Linked DNA regions of Sus scrofa: region 2 is linked to region 1. The links are chromatin contacts, called in public HiChIP or PLAC-seq maps. All regions are on one chromosome and are shown on one strand. The core of a region is the stretch at or near the end of the contact, and the rest is flanking DNA. Distances in the headings are between cores, read along the strand shown.

Region 1 (5,414 bases), core at 2,510-5,009:
ACAAAAAAAGATGGCAAGTTACATCGAATTCTTTTTAGGGTAATAACATTTTTATATATTGGCATTAATGTGATATACCAACATAGAAAAAGTGAAAAGTGCAATAAAGAGTAAAAATAAAAATAGGAAAATTTACTGGTAGTAAGCATTATTTTGCCAAAAATTTTTAATCAGTTTGCTCAATCACAGGGTACAACAGCCTGTGTCTGGAATCTGATGCGACATGGAAATAACATGTGGAGCCTATAGGATTGTCGTTACTTGTTCTAAACTCTAGCTTAAGTGAAATGGGAGGAGCACAAGTAAAAATAGGATGAAGTGCGATTTTTTTTTGCAGCAGTGTTACTGGATTTCAAATTCTTTGTGTCATTCTCTGAAATACCTGGCAGAGTCAGTGGGCCTACAGGAACCTTTGGTGAGGTAACAGAAACATATGGTTGGGGACTTGGAATAGACTATAGCTGCCGATAAAGAAATTTTTAGAAAAGAGGGAATGAAGAATAAAACCATTTCATCCTATTTTTATTGAAAGCTCGAACCATCTTAGTACCATCAGTGGAAGAACATCGTACATTTTTTTGGTGGCTGAAAGGTAAGATTAAAAACCAGAAAAAAAGAATTATTTTTTGCCTGTTTCCTTTAAAAGGACTAGTGATCATGGTAACAAAATTGGTGAAGTTTATCAGTTTTTCATTCAGCTGCCCCGATCCATCTCTTGATATCTAAGGGCCTTTGGTAATGAAACAGCAGAGAGAAACATGATCAAAGAGAGGAAGGACATTTAATGCCATGTTTGGCTGAATTATTTTCAGAGAAACATTACCTTAATCTTGGTATCTGTGTTTTCATCAAGTTCTAAACCACACTCTAACTTTTATTAGCCACAGACCTTTAATTGACTGTGTTTGGACAAATAAGATTTTTCTAGGATTGCTTAAAGAGCTTATTAAAACTGTATTATGTGTTTGACTCTATGTATGAATATATGCATACATGAATCTGTGAATGAATTATATAAATGCCTGAATACGTTGACTTCACACTAGTTACTTGTGAGATTTGCCTTTATCTCATGTGGATTGCTCATTGCAGACCCAGGACAAATCAGATGAAGTTTTAAGCTGTTTTAAATATAGTCCTTGTTTAAAGCCTCTTTTTTTATACTTTGTTAAGAAATGAAAGGAGACTCCTTTGGGTAGGTGGTATTATGTAAAGTGCAGGCAAGGAAATCTTTGTTTTGACAGTGTTATTTAATTACTGCAAAGCCTGTTCAGAGGTAAGCTTAGATGAATTTACTTGATACGTTAAGTACATCTCATAAATGAAATGCTTAAAGTTTCATCTGCTGAACTTACTAGATTTAATAGAACATATAGGGAATTACACTAATTGAGAGAGAAGAGGGCAAGAAAGGAAGTTGCTATGTCAATTGAAATATTTTCCTTGCTCCTTTAGTTTGTTTAAACGTTAAGTCCATGGAAGGGTTTGTTGTTGTTGTTGCCATAATTAAATGATTAAAAGCTTTCAATATCATGTTTTTGGCCTTTTGTTATAACTGATCCCAGTCCTAAGTGACCCTTTAAAACTTAAAATAGGAGTTCTGGTTGTGGCTCAGTGGAAATGAACCCAACTAGAATCCATGAGGATGTGGGTTCGATCTCTGGCCTCACTTATTGGGTTAAGGATCTGGCGTTGACTTGAACTGTTAGTGTAGGTTACAGATGTGGCTTTGATCCAGTGTTGCTGTGGTTGTGGCACAGGCTGGCAGCTGTAGCTCCAATTTGACCCTTAAACTGGGAACTTCCATATTCTGCAGATGCAGCCCTAAAGTACAAACAAAATAAAACTCCTTAAAATAGTGGAGGTTTGAGAAAGATGGATGTTTCTTCTCATTCAGAATCACCTTATATTGGTTTTAAGTAAGCAGGATGCTTCTTTATGAGAAGTACAAGCCAGAGGGGTATAAATATAACATTGTATCATCTCCAGGGAGGGCAAATCCTTAAACTATTTTAAGATTATGCAAGGGAGGAAATTAGTCTGTCTGATGCAACCTGGAGGTTGGGGGAGAGAATCCACCATAATCTTGGAAAATCATAGTGAAGGATTGTCAGAAAGTCAGTTGAGCATTTCAGACTAATCAGCAAACCTTGAACAGGTGTTTCTCAGACTTGTCAGTTATATACCACCTGCCCTGTCTTCACCATATATGTAGCACCTGTTTTGTTCAACGCTTAACACTCTTCTTAAAGCAGCATGCTTTCTTTCATCTAGATTTATTTTTTTTTTGAGGAAACCAAATGTCATGATTGCAAGTGGAAAACCATTTGCACATGCTGTAAAGAGAGGGTAATGGTAAAAAGTGTAGAGCTAGTCAATTTTGTCTAGATACTGTTGCTTGCAGGTGACTCTGGTTCTGAGCCTTGCTTACTCTTAAAGAGCAAAATTATTGTGAGAATTGGAAATGAGGAGGGTGACTGGGAGCAGACCTAGGAGAGCTTCTGGTCCCATTCTATCCTTCCTCTGGAAAATTGTCAGTGGATATGCTCAGGCCGTGAAAATGCGTCAGGATGTCCCCTTAAGATGTATTCACCTCCTGTACATGTGTTACAACTTGATAACATGTATTTTATGAACACTTGGGCTCAAATTTCTCTAGACAGAACCTGCAGTCAGACAGGTTGCAGATTGACAGCAGAGTAACTTGCTCATCATGTCAACCGGGTCCTTTAATGCCATAGCCCAGAACCACCTCCGCTAAGGTCAAGTGCTCCAGACTTCATCTTGCACACCATTGCCATGTACCTGTTTAAGCTCAACATTTTGTGTAGGCCTTGAGTTCAGTTGGTGAAGGAGTGAAGAGCTTTTGGGGGTTAGGATCCACCACACAAGGGGGTGTAATTCTGTCACCGTTCGAGAATTTCAAAGGCATGAGTTCTCGTTGTAGCTCGATGGAAATGAATCTGGCCAGCATCCATGAGGATACAAGTTCTACCTCTGGCCTTGCTTGGTGGGTTAAGGATCTAGCGCCGTGAGCTGTGGTGTAGATCACAGACATGGCTTGGATCCCCTGTTGCTCTGGCTGTGGTGTAGGCCAGCAGCTGTAGCTCCGATTCGACCCCTAACCTGGAAACTTCCTTATGCCGCAGGTGTGGCCCTAAAAAGAAAAAAAAATAAAATAAAAAAATAAAAGAAAAGAATTTCAGAGGCAAAGACATCAGAGGGTTCATCTTTGATAAAGTTGTATTTATTTTTATAAATTTTTGAAAAACTGTCCTATCCCACTTAGATTATCACAGAATATTGGGTAGAGGCCAACAGGGACCTAGTGTGCACATTTGTCAATCGAGGACCAGAACTTAGATATTTAAGTCCTACCCCAACAGCTTCTCCTGCTACACTGCTCTTTGAAGGACATTTGCAAACCTTTTTGCTAAGAAATAGATTTTATACACAACCCAGCACAGCCCTCACCCCGGAAGTGGGTCCTGGCATATGTGTATAAAAATTGGAAAAAAAAAAAAGCTTCATGAGAGAGATTTATCTTAGAAATCGAGAGCAGTTCTGGTATTTCATTTTATTCTTTTCCTTTTAATGCTGTTTGCCACCCACTGAGTTGATTTCTTGGCTCACTAAAAGGCAGTGGCCAAGAGTTTGGCAACATTCTATTTTGGAGGAAAGACCATGTATCTTTTTGTGATATTGTACCCTGGAGTCTGTTGGGTCTCTGGTGACTCATCTACCTCCCAACCTCTTGCCAAAGCATGGAGTCAGATCTATTAGGATCTGTGCCTGTATTTAGAAAATTAAGCTCTGCTACCTGTCAGCTTTCTACTTAGGAACTTCTTGCCTGAGGCAAAGTTCGTGGACTGCGTCGACCACCAACATGGAGGTCATCAGATAGCGGCCCCTGGCGTCATGATGGACTGACTACGAAGGGGACCTCGGACCAGGCTTTGGAAGCCTAACTTGCTTCTTTTTGCGAAGCTGTGGTGTGCAGGGTGTTTTCTCCTCTCATGGAGGAAATGTGTATCTGCCTGATGGTGGATGTAAATGTTCTGAGTGCCGTGTGTCATGAATGACTTACAGAGTCCTAGGGGTAAGCTGGTCAGTTACACCCACACAGGCTTCTGAGCTCAGCCTGTCTTGGACTCTGTGGAGGAGGAGTTTTCCCTGGGAAGTTGCAGTTGATTATAAATGGACCAAGGAGGATCCTGCTTGTGTATAAACTCCTGAGCAGAGCAGGGACTTGGCTATGAAGCTTTGTAATTGCATTGTTCTCAGAAAAAAATAGATTTTTTCAAGTCACATGACCAGCTCCTGAGGGCAAAGCTGCAGGAAGTCTAACATTAGAAGCCTTGAAGGCAGGTGATAGTAAGTCATGAGGTCTCAGGGACATTTGACACTTTGACAACACCTTCTGCAGACAGGTGGAATCAGCCAGCTGTCCATACAGAAATAACATTGGCTTAAAATAGACTCATCTCCAGTGCCTGAGGGGAATTTGGGAGTAGAGTTCCTTTTATATTTGGAAGCAAGGGAGTAAATGGGCCTGTCAGAAATCATAAGGAAGCCCTGTTTTTGCTTTTTTCTTTAAAAGAAATATCATGGTTATATAGGGAAATCAAGAGTTCAGTTTTTGGTATATCACATTGGGTTTTATAAACAAAACTTAAAAAAGTCTAGTACATTTATAAATTCCAGTCTTCATATTTTATTTTATTTTATTGTCTTTTTAGGGCCACACCCATGACATATGGAAGTTCCCAGGCAGGAGTCAAATTGGAACTGTAGCTGCTGGCCTGCACTACAGCCACAGCAACTCATGATCCAAGCTGCATCTGCGACCCACACCACAGCTCAGAGCAATGCCAGCTCCTTAACCCACTGAGTGAGGCCAGTCCTCATGGATACTAGTCAGGTTTGTTACCACTGAGCCATGACAGGAACTCCCCAGTCTCTATATTTTATGTCAACATTGTTCTTTGTCACTTTCAGCAGTAAGATGGAGGAAATTGTGTTCCCTCTGGTTAACTCAGTCTGAGTTCCCTTTAGCAGTTGCATTCTTTGCTTATGAGGCTATAGGCTTTGCCATCATATTTGGAAAATATTTAACATTGGTCATTGACTTGGTGATTGTCATTGTCCTGTCACTGACTTCAGTCTTAGCCCCTGTGGGGACCAAGTTTTAGCAACATAAAATCAATAGCAGTGAAGTTCTGGAAGATGCTTTTACTCACTTTTATTTTGGGTGTGTCATTTTTTTAGGTGAAGTTTCACCATTATTGTTGCTGTGGAATTTTGGTACATGTTCCAGGAAATAATTCCCCTGTCACAGTTACTTCATCAAACTAAGCTGTCAGTGAAGCCATAAACCTTGGTAGAACTTTCTGAGGGCTTCTTTGGAGGGAAAT
Region 2 (5,044 bases), core at 349-2,848, 190 kb before region 1:
TGCAAGGGGGTTTGGCAACTGTGTTTCTGCTATGCGCTCCCAAGTCACGGAAGTGACCAGGGTGTGGTGTCAGCTTACAATCTCTGCGTGTCTCTCCTTATGACAGGGTCCACCCTCTACTAACAGAGAAGGGAGATGGTGGATGGCAGGAATCTCCACACAGCTAATTTAGGGGATAAACACGTCTGAGGAAGCTGGCCAAAAGTCTGTCTTAGGCTATGCCTTTATCTTACCCCATGTTCACCCACACTGGGAGAGATGAGCTTGGAATGAAGCCCTCTGAGCTTCAAAGTGATACTCTATACTCAAATTTCTTGGGTAAGAATGTCTGCTCAGCCATTTCCTGGCTGCATGACCTCAGGAAGTTTCTTAACTTCTCTGAGCCTCAGTTCCCTTATCTATAAAATGGGAATACTAGCCCCTTGTAGTACTGATGTAAGGATGAAATGACACAAAAGTAGTTCAGTGTACATTGAAAAGATTTAATAAATAGAAGTTGCTCTTATTAATATTTGATATAAACTATCCTAGGTTCCCCAGTGTCCTGGGATAGGAAGCAGAGAATTCCCCCAAGATTCTTGAGGCTTTGGAATCTTGACATTAGTCTTATTTCTACATCTTACATAGTCCAAGATATTCCCTCAGATCTTCACTGGGGAATCTTTAATTTTCTTCTATCTCATCTTGAGTACTAACTCTGATCAATTGCTAATGGCTGCCAGTGATCCATTGGCAATGTCTCACAGACTTATGGTGACATAAGTGCCTGGTATTTTCTGTCCATGAAGAGCTGGAACCCTTTTTGTCACCAAAATGGTTTGTAATCCTTTCTGAGGATATAGCTGGCCTTGGCAGGAAGCACTTCTCTGGTTTTCCCAAATACTGCTATATGATCTATATTCTCTCCTCTTGAAGCCCCTGCCCCCAACCCTGTTCCCAGAAAGACAAAGGCAAAACAGTCATATGCAACCAAAATCATTTCTCCCTTTCAGCCTCTCTTGGATTCTCTTTCATGAATCTGAGTCATCTCGCCACACCCACCAGCAATCCCAGCTGAAATGACTGTTTTCCACTGCACTTCAACTTTTCATCTCTTCAGGACCTGCTTTCTATCTGGTTCAGAAGACTTTGTTGGGGAGGGAGTAGGGAGGGCACCTAAGCCTTCTCTCTGACAAGGATTTCTTGCCATCTATTTTCTCCTCCACATCAAAGTCCATTGGAGAAACAGAAACCTCAAACCATTAGGGGTTATATACATACGTAAATACACCTATCACTTCCTCTAACCCTGGTCTTTATCAAGAGTAACTCCTTTACAAGGGCAGGAGAAGCGTATTTCAAAAAACAGCTGACATAATCATACTCTTGAGGGGTGACAGTGGGCTCTTTCCCTTGTGTAGCCAAACTGTGGATCACAGCCATACTCCATATCACGTGGTCCCAGGGCCCTCACACCCCCCTATTCCTAACCATTGGGCAATTGGGGCCACTTCAAGGAAATTTTCCTGAGTAGCAACAAAATCTGCACTCAGCATGAGGCAGGCCACAGGTTCTGCAACAAAGGAAATTCCATTGCAGAGGGAATGTCAGCCAGCCCTAGAAGAGCCAATTTCTCTGGCCCTCTGTAAGCAGCCAGAAAGCTGAGCTGAGAAACGGATCCGAGTAAGCTCCCTACAGCAGGAAAAACTCTGGCAGTGTTTCCTTTCTTGACTCTTGCCTCAGTCAGGAACAAAGTCCTGCTGAGTAAAAGAAAGTTTCATAGCATCCACTTCCCAAGGGCAGGAAGTATTTTCAGCTCTTACTCCTCCCATGATCGATCTTTTGTTGTGGAGTCTCTGCTGTCCACATTCAAGCTTTGTACTCCTCTCAAGATGGAACTTCAGTTTCTCTACCTACCTATAGTCGTCTTCTTAGATGGAGACTTTCCATAGCAACATCTGTTGCTGCTGAGAACCACTGGGAAAACAAAGTTTAAATCATATGAATGGCAGTCCTTCTCTCAGCTTCTAAGAATGCTGTGCCATGTTTTCCCACTTATATTTTCCCACCTGCTTTTGTTTTACTTCTAGCCTTTTGGGGGTAAGAATAATGGACTCTACTGAAATGAATTTAAGTGAAGAAAGAATGGGAGTTATTAGGTGATCAGGGTATACAGTAATCATTCAAGGTAGGAAATAAATTCAGTCTTTCCCAGGGATCTAAAACCAGGATCTTGGCAAACATGACATTGTACATTGCCCCTGGCTGACTGTCTTCCTAGGAGTCCCTTCCTTCTTCCTCATGAATTCTCAATTCTCCTCAGTGTCCAGCTTTCCCTTCCAGAGCCTAGGATTGGCAGAGGACGCCCAGTCCAGCTCCCAGGGAGGCCCAGACCACTAGCTCCCATTCTGGCAGAGTTATGTAATTTGTACTCCCCCTATATTATCATGAAAAGAAATTCAGAGATACGTAATGTATAAAGTTACTATCATTCCCTAACTCCCATGCAAAGGGTACAAACAAATTCAAATAATAAAATCATATGCGTTTCAATCAGACAATGCCCCAGTACAGCTCCACTAAAGCACATAATAAATAGTGGGAAGATTGTGCCTGGTGGAAAATGCACTGTGAATCTGAGAACTCTGTGTGTATACCAGGGCTTCTCAACCTCTACACTACTTACATTTGGGACTGGAAAATTCATTGTGCTAGGGGCTGCCCTAAGCATTGAAGGATGTTTATCAGCATCCCTGGGCTCTGCCCCCAGAGGCTAGTAGCCCCTCTCACCCACCTCTCAGACCAAGAGAAACATCTCCAGTCATTGCCATTGACCCCTGGGGCAATAGGCAGACTCACCTATGGTTAAGAACCACTGGTGTAGACTGATAAAAGGTGTGTTTTGTTGATAACTCAAATATAACAAAAAGTATGGTTGTCAGTGAAGTGACAGTTTTTCTAAAACAATGACCAACTCCTGGTAAAGCTCCCAACAAACATGGTGAAGTCTTTCCTTGGTTCACAAGATGGCTGCACTGTAAAAATTCAGTGTACACAAGTACCCTGCAAACAATGTTTTATGTTTATATGTAAATCAGGATTGCATAATGGGCTCAAATAATTTGAAACAGGGGTATTTCCATCTGCATATCATGTAAAAATATAAAATGTTTTGGACAGTCTGGCAGTTCTTCAAAAGTTTAAACAGAGTTTCCATATGACCCAGCAATTCCATTCCTAGGTAAATATCCAAGGGAAATGTAAACATGTGTCCATGTGAAAACTTGTATGTGACTGCCTCAAGCAGCATTACTAATAATAGTTGAAAAGTGGTTACAACTCAAATGTCTGTCAACTGATGGACAGATAAATAAAATGTGGTATATCCATATAATGGAGTATTTTTTGAACTTAAAAAAAAATGAAGTATGGGAATCATGCTACAACATGGATGAATTTTGAAAACATTATACTAAGTGAAAGAAGCCAGTCACCAAAGGCCATTTATATGAAATAATCTAGAATAGGAAAATCTATAGAGACAAAACTATCTTCTGATAGATTAGGTTTCTAAGGTGTGTGTGTTGGGGAGGTGAGGATGTGGCTGAGAGATTTCTATGGGGGTTTATTTGCCAGGGAGAGGGGTAATGAAAATGTCCTAAAATTGGTTGTGATCATAGTTGCATAACTTTGAGAAATCCAAAAAAAATATTGGATTGTATACTTTTAAGTTCTATGGTAAATAATTATATCTTAATAAAGTTATTTTTTAATGTCTTGCAGAGCAGAGGACAATTCATTACTGTGTGAAATTACATTACAATCCTCTTTATGCTTAACAAAACCTTTAGCTTCTCAGCCACTTGTTCCCCCTAAGTCATTGTAAGGACAATAACAACCCCTTAAATTTTCCCACAGGGCTAGTTTCAATCACTGGTCGAACAATTTACATAAATGAATTCTTCCTTGCCAGTGATTTGCTCAGGAATTCAGCCTTAAGCCAATCATTAAATCTTCTTAGACCACAGTATTCCCATGACCTGTAGTGGCCCAATCAGATTATAGGGGAGAATAATCCACTGGAAAAGTGCCTCTTTCACTATCTCTGATTGGGCTTGAATAAAGACACACATTTGTCTGATTGCACCAACAGCCATCTTGAGGTGATGAATAGAATTAGGTGTAGAATGAACTCAATGGTGTGGATAGTTAATGCAGAAAGACAGAATTTGGGTCTGCTGCTGAACAGCTAATTAACCTCTTCTAAACCCAGCCTACCTTTGATTTTCTCTTGTATGAAATAATACATTCCCTTATTTTTTTTTAACCAGTTGGAGGCCTGTTTTCTGTGAAATAGGAACCAAAATGGACTGAGGGCAGGGAATGAGATTTGTTCCTACCCTAAGAAAAGCTGAGGTCCCAGAACGTCTGTCCCTGCATGGGAACATTTCCAACTCAACTAAGAAAGTACAGCAAGTAAAATCAGCTCTCCTCCTCAAGGAAATGGAAAAACTCATAAGTATGGTTTAGGATTCCAATCCATATGGACTAGGGTTCAAGGCCAGGCCTAAATCTAAAATTAGAACTTGGTAGAACAGGCTGATTAGAGGGTCAAGGTGAATGGAACAACTAAAGGAAAGATATTCAGCAACACGGATACTGAAGAGTTCATCTTTGCTGTTTCTGGAGTTGGATAACAGCTTATAGATATTCTGATGCTTGTCTTTCATTTATTTAAACATTCTAAAATTATCATTTATAATATTTTATTGATGAGTCCCATATCTGATATCCATACAAATTTCTTTTGCTCTTTGTTGTTTCTGCTGGTTCTCATTCTTGGTGCCTTGTTCCTTACATGCTTGATTATTTTTAATTGTGTATGTTTGTCATTATCCTTAAAAAGTGTTTGTAGGGATTCTATGTGATTTAAGTTGAAGATGGCTTCCTCCAGAGATAATCTGAGTTGCTTCTACCACTAGCTAGATACATTATCAATCTAGGACATCTTTAAAGTAAATTTCTGGATTGAGATACTAATGGACTTCACAATTGAGGAGCATCA

The links. HiChIP or PLAC-seq counts read pairs in DNA pulled down with a chosen protein or histone mark.
Region 2: a contact with region 1 is called in an H3K27ac HiChIP or PLAC-seq map of skeletal muscle. The contact joins two enhancer-like sites. A contact is called at or near these places in 3 of 47 Hi-C or Micro-C datasets (psoas muscle and skeletal muscle) and 1 of 2 datasets of contacts at active chromatin or transcription factors (skeletal muscle).

What each region holds. Positions count from the first base shown.
Region 1 is chr13:54,865,011-54,870,424 of Sscrofa11.1, reverse strand. The region is part of intron 3 of PDZRN3 (E3 ubiquitin-protein ligase PDZRN3); the gene reads left to right. Among named protein-coding and RNA genes, the nearest start is that of PDZRN3, 37 kb to the left of the region's middle. Within about 2 kb of position 3,759, at least 7 of the 83 cell types and tissues checked have an H3K27ac peak or open chromatin away from gene starts, as enhancers often do. A contact at or near this core is called in skeletal muscle, where this site is marked.
Region 2 is chr13:55,051,050-55,056,093 of Sscrofa11.1, reverse strand. No RefSeq gene overlaps it. Among named protein-coding and RNA genes, the nearest start is that of PDZRN3, 150 kb to the right of the region's middle. Within about 2 kb of position 1,598, at least 12 of the 83 cell types and tissues checked have an H3K27ac peak or open chromatin away from gene starts, as enhancers often do. A contact at or near this core is called in skeletal muscle, where this site is marked.